Regions from separate parts of the Mus musculus genome. Here region 2 is linked to region 1. The links are chromatin contacts, called in public Micro-C maps. All regions are on one chromosome and are shown on one strand. Each heading gives the region's core, a stretch centred on a gene start, on an enhancer-like site or on the middle of the called end of the contact. The rest is flanking DNA. Distances are from core to core; before and after follow the strand shown.

Evidence for each region. Hi-C and Micro-C count contacts between places; a contact is called where the count stands out from the background.
Region 2: a contact with region 1 is called in a Micro-C map of palatal mesenchyme, with 2.3 times the contacts expected there. The contact joins the promoter of Snrnp48 here to the enhancer-like site in region 1. A contact is called at or near these places in 13 of 39 promoter capture datasets (the 3T3-L1 cell line, the HPC-7 cell line, cranial neural crest and 8 more), 74 of 484 Hi-C or Micro-C datasets (B cells, the Ba/F3 cell line, the C10 cell line and 44 more), 3 of 115 datasets of contacts at active chromatin or transcription factors (effector CD8 T cells, extraembryonic endoderm stem cells and regulatory T cells) and 2 of 9 other capture datasets (embryonic stem cells and liver).

Annotation. Positions count from the first base shown.
Region 1 is chr13:37,974,498-37,979,312 of GRCm38.p6, forward strand. It overlaps Ssr1 (signal sequence receptor, alpha), which reads right to left. Exons shown (of 8, transcript NM_025965.4): 8 at 1-4,815. Gm52041 (a long non-coding RNA gene) reads left to right here. Exons shown (of 2, transcript XR_003950625.1): 2 at 1-45. Among named protein-coding and RNA genes, the nearest start is that of Gm52041, 11 kb to the left of the region's middle. Within about 2 kb of position 2,399, at least 2 of the 459 cell types and tissues checked have an H3K27ac peak or open chromatin away from gene starts, as enhancers often do. A contact at or near this core is called in palatal mesenchyme, where this site is marked.
Region 2 is chr13:38,203,147-38,208,229 of GRCm38.p6, forward strand. It overlaps Snrnp48 (small nuclear ribonucleoprotein 48 (U11/U12)), which reads left to right and starts at 1,793. Exons shown (of 9, transcript NM_026382.2): 1 at 1,793-1,982. The coding sequence starts at 1,827.

The DNA of each region.
Region 1 (4,815 bases), core at 1,149-3,648:
TTGATATTGCTGTACTGACTAGTGGTCTGTAGTTAACAGAACAAATAAAAAAGCAGAATTTCACATTCTCACTCAGCATATGAAGAACCTGATTGTGGATAAACTTTTCATTAGTGGTCATAGCTTTAGACCTAGGTGCCTTCTAGTTTCCACGGGGACAGATCACACCTCAACAGCTTTTCATTCAGCTTCATGGCTAATGAGTTCAATACTAGGAATTTTTATTCATCTTACAAGGAATTATTTCAACCATATATATATGAAGTGCTGTTCTGAACCACCCAATATGGGTGTTAGGAACTGACTCGGGTCCTCTTCAAGAGCACTAAACGCTCTCTGAGCCCTCTTTCCAGCCCCACCTAAGTATTTATGAACCATGCCAGTCCCCTGGCAAAAAATGACAAGTGAAAACGAGCCTGCATTTTCTAATGAGGGTATGTGAAAGCCAGAGGACAACCTTGGGTGACTGCCACCTTTGAGGCAGGGCTGGCCAACAAGTCCAGGGAGGCTCCTGGCCCCTCTACTTCCCCAGAACATGGTACACCTGGCATTTGCACATGGGTTCTGGAGACCAGCCCCAAATCCTCATGCTTGCAAGGACATTGTCAACCGAGCTACTACGCTCCCAGTCCTTGTCTTTTTTATTATATTTTATTTTGTCATGCTTAGTTGTTATCTTTTAAGGATTTATTTATTTATATGAGTACATTGTAGCTGTCTTCAGATACACCAGAAGAGGGCATCAGATTCTTTTATAGACAGTTGTGAGCCACCATGTGGTTGCTGGCAATTAAACTCAGGACCTTTGGAAGAGCAGTCAGTGCTCTTAACCACTGAGCCATCTCTCCAGCCTTCTGCCCCCCTCCCAAGTTCTTGTCTTGAACTCACTATATTCCAGGGTCTCACTATGTAGTTCTGGCTGGTCTAGAACACACCAAGTAGAGCAGGCTGACCTCAAACTAAGACTCACCTTGCCCTGTTGCTTCTTTAGGTAGGAACAGGTTTCAACCTAAGTGTGACAAGACCGTACACAAGACTCAGGGCTCACAATGGGGCAGAGGGAGATATGCTAATGGGAGGACAAACTGTCACGACCACCTACAGAAGTCCATCTAGGGGAAAACACAGGCACGAATTACCTGTGCCTTCAACACCAGAGAGCTATCCTCTGGGCTTTCCAGATGCACTGGAGTTTCTTTGTGATGTCTTACTGTGCCTAAAGAAAACCCAAACTGAATAGAAACTAAATCAGAAGTCTTGTAACCCCAGACCTGAACCAACCCCAACCTGCCTGTATAATACACTCCATCTCTAACATGAATATGGGTATTTCAGCTTAAACACAAAATCCAATCAAACAATCCAAACATACTGGTTTCTGTTTTTGAAACGGGAACTTATGATGTTGCCAGGCATCTGTCTCCGTGTTCCCTCTACCTCAACCTTCCCAGGGCTGGGATTACAGGCATGAACCACCACACACTGCCACATGTTTGTAAAGAACATGGCTGTTTTAATAGGGAGACATATAACATATATTATTTAATGAAGATTTAATGGGGTGTTGTGGTTAACGAATAAAAATTAAATCTCCTATTCAAGTAATTCTACACATACACACACACACACACACAGAGCTAAGTACAGAGATGCACAATGCATTTCCCACAGTGCCCATGAGCTAGGTGGTAAGCGTGTTCAATGTGTGCATGGTACAAGCACATCTGTATATTCAATACCAATACCATCTCTACTTTATAGCTGCTGGATTCTAGAAAATAAAGATTTGTAAGCTGCCTAAATGCTTGGTTTTGTAAAATTTCTGAAATGATGTATGCGTGAAAGGAAAACACACTAAGGTTTTTTGTTTGTTTGTTTGTTTGTTTGTTTAAAAGCCACTTCTGAAGCCACATTTAACAGTTAGGCTCCAAGTCACTTCAATTCAGTGGCTCTTTTCCATGTACAGAGGACAACGCGCCTGCCCCAGGGAGCTGTTGTAAGGAGTCATAAATAGGAGGACACCGCAGAACACAGCTCAGGACTCACGTTTAACAAACCAGCTTCCCTTCCCACTTTCTTACAACGGCGACTGACTGCAGGGTCCCCAGCCTCAGTGTGTGTGTTCCCACCCAATTCTAAAATCCAGAAAGACTCCCAGCACTTCAGAGAGAATCAGTCTAGTTTTGTGTAAAGGAAAAAGGGACAGAACCAAGCAGACATCAATACAATTAATGCCCTGAACCAACTATTGCTCAGCTACCTGCAACTGCTGAGTCCTGTGCACCCTAGCAAGTACTTTGCAGAGGCGAAACCTCGCATCTATCATCCATCACAAGCATACAAGCACACCGCTAACAAGAAATGAGAACCAGCTGCTCCTCTCTGAACCGAGTAAGGATTTACTTAGGAAACACAGGCCAAGTTCACGGACTCGTTACATGGCTGCCGATGCTACCCAACACCACGGAAGTAAAGTACCTCAACTCTACCTAATTTAACTCTACTTCATTTAAGCTAACAATTTTGGAGCTCAAAGAAAAATCAAGGATCTAGTCTATCACAGTCTTGATGAGGGCATATACACTGTTCTGAGTTAAACTGTAATGATTTCACACCATACTGAAGGAATTCAAGGTTGTAAGACCCCAAATAAACACAAACAAAAGTCGTGGGTCAAATGCACCCTCAAGCTCACCGTCCTTTCTATCAAGAGCAGGAAGGCCTCTGCACACTGCAGGAAGGGCGTAACCACACCTCCACCTCCACTCTCAGTGTTCTAGTGCTCACTGCTCTAATGATGATGCCAGGCTGATGCCTACCAAGTTCCACTTTCTGACGTCACTGCTACGTCTCATTTCTACCTGATTCTTCCCCCGTAGCCTTTTATACTGAGCCTCACTCACTTCTCCTTTCCAAACCTCTCAGGCCAAGCTTTGGCGGACAGCTCCCTTACTACACACAGCACATGATCCAAATGATGAAGCCATACAACCTGAGCTAGCGGGTCCGCGCTTTAGTCCACTCTTCTCAATGTCCAGTGACAGAGTTTGATACTCGTGATCCTTACATTCACTTGACAGATTCTAAAGCCAACTTGTTCAAAAGATAAATTCTGAAAACAATGTTCATGATGTAAATGACTATATTGAAACAAAGAAAAGCTTCATCCAAGTATTTACATTTTTAAAAAAAGACATTTAAAAGTAGACTACTTATTAAGTGTGCTTGAACAAACCATGTGTGGAATTGAATTCCATTCATTATGGAGTTAGTTTCTGCTAAATACTTACTGATGCTATAGTAGACGCCTGGCACCTGAAGACTCAAGTTGTCAACTGTTCCCAGTCTACACTAAGAAGTAATACATCCTACACTCCCAAGGCTCTAATTCGGACCTCAGACACACAGAGCTGGACTATAAGGCAGTTACTCAGGGATGACGACGTGGCAGCTTTTAAGTGTAGTAGTCCCTCCACCTCCCCATGTTTTATCAGGTTTTTAGTTAAACACTATGGGCCATTTAAAGGTTTTAATTACTTATACCTTACTGTAGTATGTTACAGTAGCTTACCAAATTTAGATATTCAGAGGTTTTGGAAAATGTTTTTTTGAGAATGAGAAGGGTCCCCTATATTACATTAAGTAAAAAAACCATACAGTTCTGTAGGCCTCAAAATAAACAGATTATACAGCTCAATTAAAAACCACACACATTATATTACATACAAAGTTTACAGTCCAGAAATGCAAATACAGGCAATTTGACATTTCACCCCCTTTTGCAAAGTGATTAACAATTACAGAAGACACAGAAAACCTTCAATCATTATTGGCTTTGGCTTACACGTTAAACAGCTTATAAGTTTGTTTCTGTGTGTGTTTTATTTTGTAGCTTTCCTTTAGCTGTGTGTGGAAGGGATTGGACCACAAGAAAACAAGAATGAAAAAGGTCAGGAATAGAAAAGCTACTGAAATTACCACTTCCTTATAATACACGCAGGCAGAATATGGCTTCAAAGACAGAGGGAAGGAAGCCTCTTACAAGTCCCATTCAACATTACTGTAACTTCTTGTAAGTGTGACAACAATGCCAAGTGAAGTCGCTAGGTCAGGCAGGGATGACTCAAGTCAACTTATCAAACCCAACTTAATTTTGGTCTTGAAATCTTAAGTGCTTGAAGTTTGGGAATTTTTCATATTAATAAAGGCAAAAAAGTAGGTCAGCATTCAAAACTCCCCAGAGATGGGGTCAAAGGATAAACCTTGTAGCCGCTTTAAAGCTTTCCAATTAAGATCTCTGGAGATCAGGGTTAATTAAAATGTATTCCTGCTCCTAAAATGTGATCCCTTGGATTATAGACCGTGACAATTTTTTTCTTAAAATTCTATCTACTAAGAACAAATGTCTGTTTAAAGCCAACAACAAACAAGCAAAGCAAAGAGGCCACCCCAGAGGCTCCAGGCCACCCCGAGGCTCCCAGGCCACGTGGACAATGGACAACCCAACAGTCCAGTCTGCACAGACAGACAATTCTTTGTTAAAAACCAAACAAAAACAGGCATAGAATTAAGATTTATATACTAGTGTCAGTAGAATTGTCAGGCTTCACTATTTTGTTGCTAGTGATTCCAAAATTCCTTGACTCCATTGTTAAGTTCCTGAAGGGTGCACACAGCAGACAGCAGAAACTACCCAGCATGCCTCTGATGCTCACAGCAGCCACCCCTGCTGTGCAGTTAGATACAAGCTGGGACAGACAGCAAGCAGAAGGCCGGCTTGTGCCCTCAGTTTGGATTTGATCGATTCCAAGAAAT
Region 2 (5,083 bases), core at 543-3,042, 230 kb after region 1:
TTCCCCTCCCCCTCCCCCCAGCCTCAGCACCCCCACCCCCACCTATGAATTAAGTTTTAAGATGTGAACAGAACACTATACTATGGTGGTTAGTGTTAACTGTGAAGCTGACAAAATCTAGAATCGCCTGAGTTGGGCCTCTGAGTATGCCTGTGACAATAGTGTTTTTTTCATGTGATTTTTATTATGAACATGTAGCGTGTGTCTTTATTAGCAATGACCTTTCTTTAGATAAGCACGCCGTGATCATCCATAAGGTTTCTGCTTCTGACACACTTGTTATTAAATTGGTTATTTGACACAACCACATGGTGAGTTCCAGGATGACTCATAAACCTGCTTTTGATAATTTTATTATAAACAAAAATGTTTATATTTGGTTTTTATTGAATTGAGCTTATCTATATCAAATTCCCCTTTTAGAAAAATGACTGCATAGCTAACTGCTACTCTGGCAACAGGCATCCATGTGGTACACAGACATATATGCAAAATATCATAAAATGCACTTTTTACATGAAAAATATTCAAGACAGCATGTTACTACCTGAGAGTTACAGTATTCTATGTTGTTAACAGGATGCTTTACAAACTGTTAAACTGTCACTGAACTAACATTTAGTCTCAGTGAATACAGTGTGGCCAATGACCACCTAGTGATTTCGAATTCAGGACCACCACTCTCAGGAGGAGAAGCCAAATGTAACTCAGACAGGAATTTGGTCTCTTAGATACCCCAGCACAGTCTCTCTCTCTCTCTCTCTCTCTCACACACACACACACAACAGGGTTTCTCTGTATATCCCTGGCTGTCCTGGAACTCACTTTAGACCAGGCTGGCCTCGAACTCAGAAATCTGCCTCCCAAGTGTCTGCCTTCCAAGTGCTGGCCAAGAGCCTGGCTCTCTCTCTTCCTTCCTTCCTTTCTTTCAAAGATTTATTTATTTATTATATGTAAGTACACTGTAGCTGTCTTCAGACACACCAGAAGAGGGCATCAGATCTCATTACGGGTGGTTGTGAGCCACCATGTGGTTGCTGGGATTTGAACTTCGGACCTTCGGAAGAGCAGTCGGGTGCTCTTACCCACTGAGCCATCTCACCAGCCCTCTTCCTTTCTTTCTTAAAGATATATCTATCTATCTATTTATCTAATGTATAGGAGTACACTGTAGCTGTCTTCAGACACACCAGAAGAGGGTATCAGATCCCATTTTAGATGGTTGTGAGCCACCTTGTGGTTCCTGGGAACTGAACTCAGGACACCTCTGGAAGAGCAGTCAATGCTCTTAACCAGTCCTGTTCTAAATTAAGAAATAATAACCAATTATAGCCAATTGGTTAAAACATAATAAATTGCTTTAAAAAGAATTTGAAGAGCCGTTTCAGGAATTTTCTGTTTGATCATGCATTGTGATTATGTAGGAAAATGTTCTGAGGATGTGCATAATAGCATTTGGGATAAAGAATCTAGAAGTAATTGTAAGAGGGAAAACGCTAATGAGCTGGAGAAAGGCTACACTGACACTTTCTGTGTTGTTCTTTAAACTTTCCTGCCGATATAAATAATTTCTCCTAAAAACATCGAAGGAGCAGCGGAATGATGCTCAAAGCTGGGACGCAAGTTCTAACCTGCTACGCAAACTAAACCCAGAAGAGCGTGGAAACACCTTTCAAAACTACCGCTTCCGCCCTGCCCGTCGGCTCTTCCCGATAGGCTGGCGCCATCCCGGGGCCCCGCCCACGGCTCCCAGAAGCCCGTGCGCGCCCAGAAGCTCGTGCGCGCCCAGCAGTTCCGCCTCTTCCTGCCTGAGGTGAGCTGCCATCATGGAGACCGAACCTCCTCCTCTGGAAGAGCGGCGTCGGCTCCAGGAGGAGCTGAGCGAGTTTGTGGAGAGCTGCTGCCGGACGCTGGAGGAGGTGACGGCGTCCCTGGGATGGAGCCTGGATCAGCTGGACCCCGGGGACGAGGCGGAGGCCGAGGTGAGGGGCGAGGTTGCCCGGCCTTTCCCGGGCCGCTGACTTCTCGCCGTGGGAAAGGCGCCCGGGGAGCCCACTTCTCTCCATCCCGGTGCGATGCAGGGGAGGACAGGGCTCGTCCGGTGCATATCCCGGGGGCGCTGCTGCTGAGGTTGGCGATTTGCTTCGTCATGATATAAGGATTCTGCATTGCGTTAGATTCAGTGTTCACTTTTCTCTATCTTAAACCCGGACGCTTCCCACTCGGACAGGACCGATTGTGGGACGATTAAAGGGCGCCACCAAGGAATGGTAGCTAGTAGCGGACCCCTAAGGAGTGTATTAGAGTGAATTATCCTGACTTATTTAATAGGTGCAGGATAGAGGGAATTTGCGTTGCGCGGTGATTTCTTATACCCTCTTCATTTACTATGATGCAGTAACAAGGTTTAAGTCATATGTCGATGGAAATATTTAAGATATATGCAATTTACGTACAAGCTAATCACCATTGTCTTAAAATTGAAGTGGAAATTGGAAAGAAAAAAAACCCTTCATTGTACCTTTACAAGTATATTTGGAGTTGTGAATTAACCAATATAGTTCATGGCTTAAAGCCTAGTAACGATGCTGTAAAAATGGATTTGGGGGACAACTGAAAAAGTTTGAGGTATGAATTGATAATTTTATGAAATTTCCAGACCATTGAGAATGGAGGGCCCCACCACTCCTTCATTTATTATCGAGATATTAGACAACATCGTGATATTAACACTTAACACGTTCTAAATGGCACTGCGTTACTTCATTTAAAATTCGTATCCCAAGGAGGCTAGAATAATTGGCAGCATTTTACAAATGAAGAAACAAAAACATCCCAGTGGGATTGGCAACTGGGACTTGCAGGCCTTCTGATTTCTGAGGTGTATTTTGCTTAACCGCTATATGAAAGTCCATTGTAAAACTCCCAGATTATCCAGTAAACCGTGAAGTACATGATTATCTGATACTCACTGTTGTAACTGGCTTAAAAAATCTGGTAAATGACATTGATAGTTTTGAGACTAGTCCAGATAATTAATCAATTTCCATGTTTCATGTGCACTTGTAGAGTTTGTCATGGTAACAGTGGGGGGAGGGGTAAAGAAATGACAGCTGTTATTGTGTGGCAAAGTCTGTAATGGGGGGAGTTGAAATTTTTGTAGTACTGGTTATTATAGACTATGATGGGTCAGAAAAAGCATCTAGAAAAGTATATTCTTTAAAATCTGCGTGGGGCTAGGCTAGAGAGATGGCTCAGCGGTTAAGAGTGCTGGTTCCTCTTCCAGAGGTCCTGAGTTCAATCCCAGCAACCACATGATGGCTCATCAAACCCTATGGGATTTGATGCCCTCTTCTGGTGTGCAGGTATACAGGAAGAACACTCATATACATAAAATACCTAAATGAATAAGCCTTTAAAAAACTTATGGGGGCTGGTGAGATGGCTCAGTGGGTAATAGTACCCGACTGCTCTTCCGAAGGTCCAGAGTTCAAATCCCAGCAACCACATACATGGTGGCTCACAACCATCCGTAACAAGATCTGACGCCCTCTTCTGGAGTGTCTGAAGACAGCTACAATGTACTTACATATAATGAATAAACAAATCTTAAAAAAAAAAAACAAACTTATGGATATGTGTGGGGGTATGGCCTGGGTAATGGGTCCTCAACTTTTACCTTGTTTCGGGTCTCTTGTTGTCTTGATATTGCCATCATCATTCTAGCTGGCCTGTGAGCTTCTGGCTATTTTCCCTTCTATCTTCTATCTCTGTGGGAACAATGAAATTGCAGGTGCATATTAACCATACCCATTTTTTGCATGGGTTCTAAGGATTTGAACTCCAGTCCTTTTGCTTCTTTTACTGAGACATCTCCCCAGCCCTGACCAAAATAACAACAACAACAACAACAACAACTGAGTAGAATTAGTTAGGTCAAGCACAGAGAAAGCATCAGCAGACCTAGAAGTCCTGGCTTAGATGATAAGATTAGAGAGCCTCAAGTGCTTAAGGATGGTTAGAACATGAGGAGGAGAATTGCTTGTAGCCCCGCCTTTGCTCCATGATCTAAATGGGAAGTACAATGGTAGCAGGTAGGGGCTGTATAGGTTATAAGGAGCCTTATAAAGGCCCTTGTCAGGCACATTGGAGAATCTTGTTTTCTGTTTGTTTGCCTTTTTATGAAAAAACAATGGCAACAGGGGAGGCATAGACAGACTTTAAGTCAGGGAATATCCAAATTAAATTTGTGTTTTAATAAAATACCCACTAATATGTATTTAGTGCAGAGTACCAAGCCCTACTTCAAATGGTTTCTGTGTATAAACCCAGATATTTATATTTATTTAATCTTCATGATATCTTTGTGAGATAAGGGTCCATTGCTTCTTTTTTTAGAAAAAGAAAGTAGCTCAAGGAGAAGTTAGTTATATTACCTCTTATAGTTAGTAAATGGGAGAGCTGGGGTTTCCAAAATGGCTACATGGTGGAGAGTGTAGTAGAATGTAGTAGAGAGCAGCCATCCTGGAAGCAGAGATGGGGAGCAGTAAGATAGCTGTTGTAATCCAGAGAAGGAACAGTGACGTTCTGAATTGGTCAAGTGGCACTGGGGCTAGAGAGAACTCTGGGATTTCAAAGACCCTTAGGAGTTAAAATGTCAGGACTAGGTGGCTGCTTGGGTGTGGGTGGTTAGGGAAGAGGCAGGTTTTTCTTGAGCAGGTGACACCTTTCACTGAAACGGGAGAAGGCAAGTTTGAGTGCTAGGAGGCTTTTGTGGTGTTGTGATTAAAACACCCAGCCACAGCAAGGTAAGAAAGGAAGGTGTGATGATCAGTTTGACACAATGCAGAGTCACCTGGGAAGGGAGTCTCAGTAAGGCATTGTCTAGGTTGGCCTGTGGGGTCCTCCCCACCCCCAGAAGGGCTTTATTCACTGGGTTAACTAAGGTGGGAAAATTCACTTTGAAGGTAGGCAGCACTATTTCATGGACTAGGCTCTGTTCTGAATTAGAAGAAAAAGGCAGAACACCAGCACTGCATGTCTTCCTTCTGTCTGCCCATAATTGTGGATGTGAATAGCTACT